Linked DNA regions of Gossypium arboreum: region 1 is linked to region 2. A link is a contact called in public Hi-C data. All regions are on one chromosome and are shown on one strand. Each heading gives the region's core, a stretch centred on a gene start, on an enhancer-like site or on the middle of the called end of the contact. The rest is flanking DNA. Distances are from core to core; before and after follow the strand shown. Region 1 holds the start of LOC108480188. Region 2 holds the start of LOC108482005 (protein MIZU-KUSSEI 1-like).

Region 1 (3,565 bases), core at 70-2,569, 190 kb after region 2:
ACAGCCCTATAGCAGTCGTCCCTTCAAGAATTTTAATTCCAATCCCTTTCATCCCTCTTCCACCATCATCATCATCATCATTTCTCTCTCCCTCGTCTAAATGCATGTCACCTTCTTCAATAACTTGAACAGCTGCAGCAATATCTCTCATTTCTGCATTTCCCGGTAGCCAAGGCTTAAAAGATTCCTTTTCTACACACTCACAATTGGATGTAACAATATCCATTATAGCAGCCACAAGCATACTTCTACCTTTCAAAGAATCAGAAATATCGAATGAACTACGACCCGAATGCTGCTCCCACACAAAAGCTATTTATCAATGGTAAAACAAAAAACTTAGAAGCACCAACAAGATTAGGGTGCAAAAAAGTTACATTTTCATAATCAGTATATAACAAAAAGAAATAAACACGTACCCTTTTAGATTTATTTTGAGGTTGACATGAAAAAATGAACCTCAACAGATAGGAAACGGCGCCTGGTCTTCCAAGCACGTCTTTGCGCACGTCGGGATCCGCAATTAAGTAAGCCAATGCCCTCGCCGCCTCAGCCTGACTGCCGCAAACATCTGCTTTGCCCACTGCTACCGTCTCCAGGAGCCAATCAACTACCGCGCCGCCACTAGCGTTCACAATCGCCGCTCTGCGGCTCGCATTGGCAGCGGCAATGTCCGCAAGCAAAGACGCCACGCGTAGCTCGAACCCAGCCCGAACTTCGTGGTTTGCGGATGACATCACCGACCTCAACGATTGCCACAAAACAGAGGCGGCAACGCTGGTTTGTTTGGCTTGGTGGACGATCCTCCTGAAGGACTCGTTCGATTTTTGCATCGTGTGCTCGATTGAGTCGTAAAGAGGACTTCTCCTAGGGCTAGGGTTACCGTTACCGCCGGAGGCTTCATTGCCTTTATTGGCAGATAAAACAGCGACGGAAGCAACGATAGCGGAGAGGAGAGTGGCGGAGAGGGCCAAAACGGAATTTCGAGAAAGAGAAACCGTTGCAGAAGGGCGAGTTGAAAGCTGAGTTTGAAAATTTTGCGGCGGCGGTGATTGGGAAGGGACGGGTTGCCGGTTTTTGAGATTGTTAGGGGATTCAACGGAGTTGGGAGAAAAGGAGGAAAACCGTCGCGTATAATGAAGATAGCAACGCCGACGAGATCTTAAGCAGTAACGAAGCATAATTTTAATTCGAAAAAATAAAGGAAAAGATTGGGAAATTCCGTTGAAGCCGCTGTTCAAGAGGATGGCGGGAGGAAAATGGTTGTTTATATATATAGATGGTAAGGACGGTCTATAAAAATGGAATTTTCTAGCCGCATATGCCAACCTTTTTGTCCCTTCCAATACCAGGCCTTTCAATTTTAAACCTTGGGCCTAATTAAAATGGGTTTAATACTCTCTACAAACAAATCAAAAATCCGATATGATGAATTTAAACTCAATTTAACTTGATTTTATCAACAAAACTCAAATTCACCTGAAGTCGATATGATTTCAACCTGAATTTATTTTCAATCCAACTCAAAATTAACTTGACTTGGGTCTAAAATTACTCAAATAAGTAATCCAGCTCTCTTTTTTTCACTTCTTTCGTCCCTTTTCTTGTCGTATCATTAACTATGTTCAACAAAATTGCCACCGTGTTTTTCCTTACTCTTTCATTAATTCTAATCTTGTCATCCAACAAATCACCTAAAACCCTAACTTCACTTGGTTCCCGCATCACTTTTTTACTTTCTTTACTAATGTAGTCGGTTCCAACCATTATATCAATATGTACCGTTCCACTTACTTATACATGAATAATATTAAATAATATAAAATTTATAATTTTTATCATTATATTAATGAATAATACAAACTTTTCCTGAAACATTATGTACCGATTGGTGCATGAATATTTTATATTAAAATTTATTTAATATAATCATTTGATATTTGTAAATATTTATATATATATTAAATATTTTTTAAAAAATATTGATAAATTTAAAATAATACATTGAAATATAACGTTATCAATACACACCAATTCTAATAGAAAAACGATACATCTACTAAACTATCTCGCTCTTCACGCCTTGCAATTTGCATCAACATTGTCATACATCCTCCACGATCCCTACACTTGCATCCTTAACTATCAATGGCACTGGAGCATGAACTGCCTCAAGACCCATCAAACAAACTCAATTCCATAATTAAAGTGTGGCCTCTGGCATCGCCTCCTATGCATTCTTAATCAATTGAGGGGACCCATTGTTATCAATGATGATCAATGCATAAAGAATATCACGTTTTGACTCAAATTTTTCAATAAATTATTTACATTTTTTTATAATTTTTTATATTTTTATAAAATTTTAAATACTTAATTTTTATAATTTTAATCCAAAATACTATATGATAAATGATATGTCATGCCGCATCAATAAAGTTATCAAATGAGGTGTCACATTACATCAGTAATGGCATTAGTAAAATCATCAAATAAGATGTCATGCTAGTTAACAAAGTTGTTAATTAAAATTGAATTTTTTTGACAAAAATTTCAATAATGTGGGCGACATTCAGAAAAAGAAAAAAATTAAATAACAATGAAAAAGAAAAGAAAAAACTTAGGGACAAATTTTGCAATTCTGCTTTAAGAAAATTTGAGAAAATAAAAAATCAACACATTAAAAGAAAAAGCATAAGAATCCACCAAAGACACTACAAGTATACAACTATATATATATATATATATATTTTGAAATAGAGACGACTGGGCTTTTATATATATAATGAACAGAAAAAATGGGCCACAGACCTGCCTAAGAAACAAAGAAAATAAAAGCCCTATCCGGAGCAAAGCCGAACAGGCAAGTTTCCTAAAAACAAAAATGAAACAGCTAAAGAAATATAAACCGACAACCTAATAGATGAATCTAGAAAAAGCAGCCTACTCTACCCCAGTCATTTCAACAACAGTTGTACTCCACATTACTATACGAATCGTTATTTCAGTCTTATCCAGCCTTTCAGTCGATAGCCTTGCCCAAAAAATAAACATTCATTGCTATCTTCATAACTCTTCCATTCCTCATCATCGTCTTCTAGTCTGGATCTCTTGCCCAACGACCTTCCGAAGGCGAGTCGTGCAAATTCGGTTCTCCTTGTACCAGGTAAGAGGTGACTCCGCTCTCTAAAGCTTCTTTTGCAATCTGATGGGCACGTATATTATCTGATCGGGGGATATGCTTGAACTCTATTGTTTGAAAATGAATGCACCTCTTCTGAATATCTCGAATAATTGATTCTATGACTGATTTGTCTGTTTCTGTTGTTTGACACTTCCTGATTACTGTCATTGAATCCCCTCTGATTTGTAATTCACGAAAATCCAATAAAATCTCTAACCGAATTGCTTCCAATCCTGCATATGTTTTTGCCGCGAACGGAGATGGCACATTATTGTGAAGGACTGACTTTGATGCCAAAAGTTCATCAACACTCCGAAGGCAGATCTGGAAGTTCGCTTGTCGAACGCAGCGTCGAAATATATCTTAATCATTGGTAAGATT
Region 2 (3,394 bases), core at 796-3,295:
TGTGACTTCAGACCAATTGACAGATTCTAAACATGATTTAACATGTTGAATGAACATTTTCATGTTCATAGTCCCAGTTTTGAGAGAAGGGAAGCCTGGTTTTTGGGGCATTCATGTAATTCACAAACATTAAAGAGAAAAAGTTGATATGTTACACAAGTAAAATATCCAAGTATCTAAATGAACACAAAAAGAAATTCTAATTAGATCTTACAAAGAAAATACTTAGCTCAGGACCAGATGCTGCACCATCTGGATTGATCATATAGAAAGCTTCCGAGTCCTTTGATCCCACCACTCTCTCAAATCTAGCTCTCATATACGTCAGTTCCCCATCGGCCGTCACTGTTTCCTTGTCGTTTGGGCTAGGAAGCACCCCAGCACCCATCGAAACCCCTCGCAAAAGCTGCATGACATGAAGCTCGTCATCCGACAATTGTTTCCTTCTAATAGAATAGCCCATCTTTCTGCCATTGCAGAGCACTGCCCACACGAACTCCTCCAACACTTTCTTCTTATGCGTCTTGGTTTCACTCTCCAACGCTATTCTCACAATCTCAGACGCCATTTCCTTTTGAAGTAAGCTGGTTAGCATTGGTAGTTCAATCACGAATATGGGCACGCTGTGGGGATCGTCTTGTATGGCTAAGCAAACTCGGCCTTTACGATACCCGAAAATTGTACCCGTTGTAGCACTATCTTTAAGCATTGGCTTCCGGGGTCGACCCAATAGTGCTACCATCTTGCACCCGGAGGTTAGCATGGGGAAAAGCTTGAACATGCGCAAGAGACCGCCACTACTACTGGTGGGTTTGCGGTGCTTTTCGCCGGGAGTTGGCCGGAGCAAAGACAGTATTGCCGGATTATCCATTTGGAAATATGGACTGGAGTGAATGGGTGGCATCGTTGGACTTTTTTTCAAGTATTCAATTCAAGGGAGGGGGCTATTGTGAGTAGATTTACAAAGATAAAATTAATATAGAGGGAGAAAATGGGGACCAAGGGGAGGTCTACTTGGTTTTCATTATCCTTGGAATCTTTGGTGGGGAAGAGAAGACGAAGAAAGCCTGAAAGAGACGTTACTTTTATTTATAATTTAGAAATATATATGATAAAATTTAAACAACTTTACATTTCAATCAAGGTTATTTAATTTTAATATGAATTTATTATTCAGTTATAATCTAATTTGATTTATTTATTTTTATTATATTGTGTATATTTTCAATTGTGAAAACACTAAAGTTGTTGCAAGTGTGTTATTGTAAAAAAAGAGATACAAACTTAAGCTTGGTAGTTAAGTGATCTTTCATACTGTTGAATCATTTAACAAATATTAGTAGAAGCAACCATTCAATACCTTCCACCAACAAACACTTCTTAATCAATGAAATTACATCAACAAAAAACAAAGTTAGATTTAATATTCTCAAATTCATAGTGGATCCTAGTTTCTATTTATAGGATATCATAATTCACTAATTCTTTCTTACAAATTCAATCTTTATACTTCTGTTGTTAATATTGTAATATTTAATATTTAGAGTTACTCACGTTTACTCATCAATTTTTAAATAAAAAGATAATTGTGTTTCACCCTCATATGCTTATGCCTACAAAATTATAGTAAATAATTAGGGTGAAGAGAGGATGGTGAAAAGGATAAGATAAAAGGAGGTCGGATCACATCTTGTGTTGAGAAAAACACTCTCAAAAGGAGGAAAGAAAGGACTCTTGTAATGTTGGGTTTATAGCATGGGACTCTGATATATCTACTTTATGCTTCCTAAAAAAAAAAAAGAAAACCCATCACAAATTCTCACTAATTATTGAGGTTCAGCTCATGTTCCACTGTTTCATCCATGGACAATGGGGCAAAGCAAAAAAAAAGAAAAAAGGAGCACCTTTGGTTATGCTTGTGACCGACTTTTCTTTAATGCTGACAGGCCATAGTCTCACTCGATAGAGGCATTTCAGGAAGCACCAAAAACTCGAATATTTGATCATGTTGTTTTCAATTGCCTCAAAACATTTCTCATAATTTGAACCCTAAACAAACTCATCAATCACTGGTAGTTTATAGAGTAAAATTTCCAGTTCTCCTCACATGCCCTGTTAATGATTCAGCAGCCATGTGAAAAACAAAGACAGGTCCTTTTCAAACCGGGATTCATCTAAACAAAACAATGAATCAAATCTGGCTGTAAGTAATAGATGAACTAAAGATGGACCACTCAAAATTGCTCCCCGTCTTAGCTTAATGATAACACTTGAACAAAATTTCCAAAGATTTATTATAGATTGGTATGTTTTAAATCTGGGTTTGGTTAGTGGCCCTCACCAGACTGATTAGACGAAGGGTTACATCATATTCCATAAAAATGATATAGTTGGCGTGTGAGTTTAAAAGCCTTAACAGCTCACCTGGGCTCCATACTAGAAAGAGTTTGCTTATTGAGTTTGATGAATTTGAAGTGCAAACAAACATGCAAGCTCAGAATCACACTTTGTCCAATTATTTAACTGTGTTTCCATGAAAAGAAATAAGAATTACCCAATCAATCAAATTCTTGATAACTATATATCACTTCAATTGATCAACATTAAATACACTAACTTTTCCTTTGTTCAAATTACCAACAAATAGTTAGAACTTTCTATTAATATTTGAATAAATTTGAATTTTAAAGTTAATATTATTGAAAGGATTTTTTAAATATTATCATAACTAGAATAGAATTAAGCTTAAGCTATAAAACAGTAGAAAACACCTATGATTATATAAAAAAAAATCGTCGTTCAAAATTTCTACTAGTTTTTTAGATTGAGTCAATAGACTCTTCCATGTAGTTGACTGCCAGTTCATGATTCATCACTTTCAACTAACCTTAAGTTTGAATAAATAATTATAAAGAAAAAGAAAGGGAAGCAAAGAAAAAGAAAAGGGTTGAATTTCCTATAAATGTTGAAATTAAAAAAAAATAGATTAGGTTATTTTTAAAAAAAATTATAGGACTAGATCAAATTTACGAAAACGCTTCTAGCTGAAAGTGTTTTTAGTTGATTAGTAGAAAAATGTGTTCAGCTAGAAGCGTTTTCAGTGTATTTGCAATAAAACATTTCTAGCTAGAAGCACTTTCTACCACATAAGTTGAAAATGTTTTCAGTTGGAAGCATTTTCTTTGTTTGTTTTTTAGGGCTAGGGTTTAGTTTTTTAAAGCAGGGTTAGGGTTTTGTGGATTTTAGAATTTAGGGTTTTGTAGTTTTTTTTATATTTTTTAAGTTTAAATTTTTGGATTTTTTTATATTTTTAAGTTTTTTATATATATTTTTATATAATTTTTTGGTATGTAAAGTTAATAATATTTGAATTATTAGAATTGAAAAATTCAAT

What was found. A called contact is a pair of places that touch in the nucleus more often than the background predicts.
Region 1: a contact with region 2 is called in a Hi-C map of leaf, with 5 times the contacts expected there. The contact joins the promoter of LOC108480188 here to the promoter of LOC108482005 in region 2. A contact is called at or near these places in 3 of 5 Hi-C or Micro-C datasets (all in leaf).

Annotation. Positions count from the first base shown.
Region 1 is chr1:77,347,003-77,350,567 of ASM2569848v2, forward strand. LOC108480188 reads right to left here and starts at 1,320. Exons shown (of 10, transcript XM_017783090.2): 1 at 420-1,320; 2 at 1-295. The coding sequence starts at 1,181. It overlaps LOC108483116 (a long non-coding RNA gene), which reads left to right and starts at 2,927. Exons shown (of 5, transcript XR_008283524.1): 1 at 2,927-3,166; 2 at 3,445-3,557.
Region 2 is chr1:77,158,251-77,161,644 of ASM2569848v2, forward strand. It overlaps LOC108482005 (protein MIZU-KUSSEI 1-like), which reads right to left and starts at 2,046. Exons shown (of 1, transcript XM_017785110.2): 1 at 78-2,046. The coding sequence starts at 904. The coding sequence ends at 200.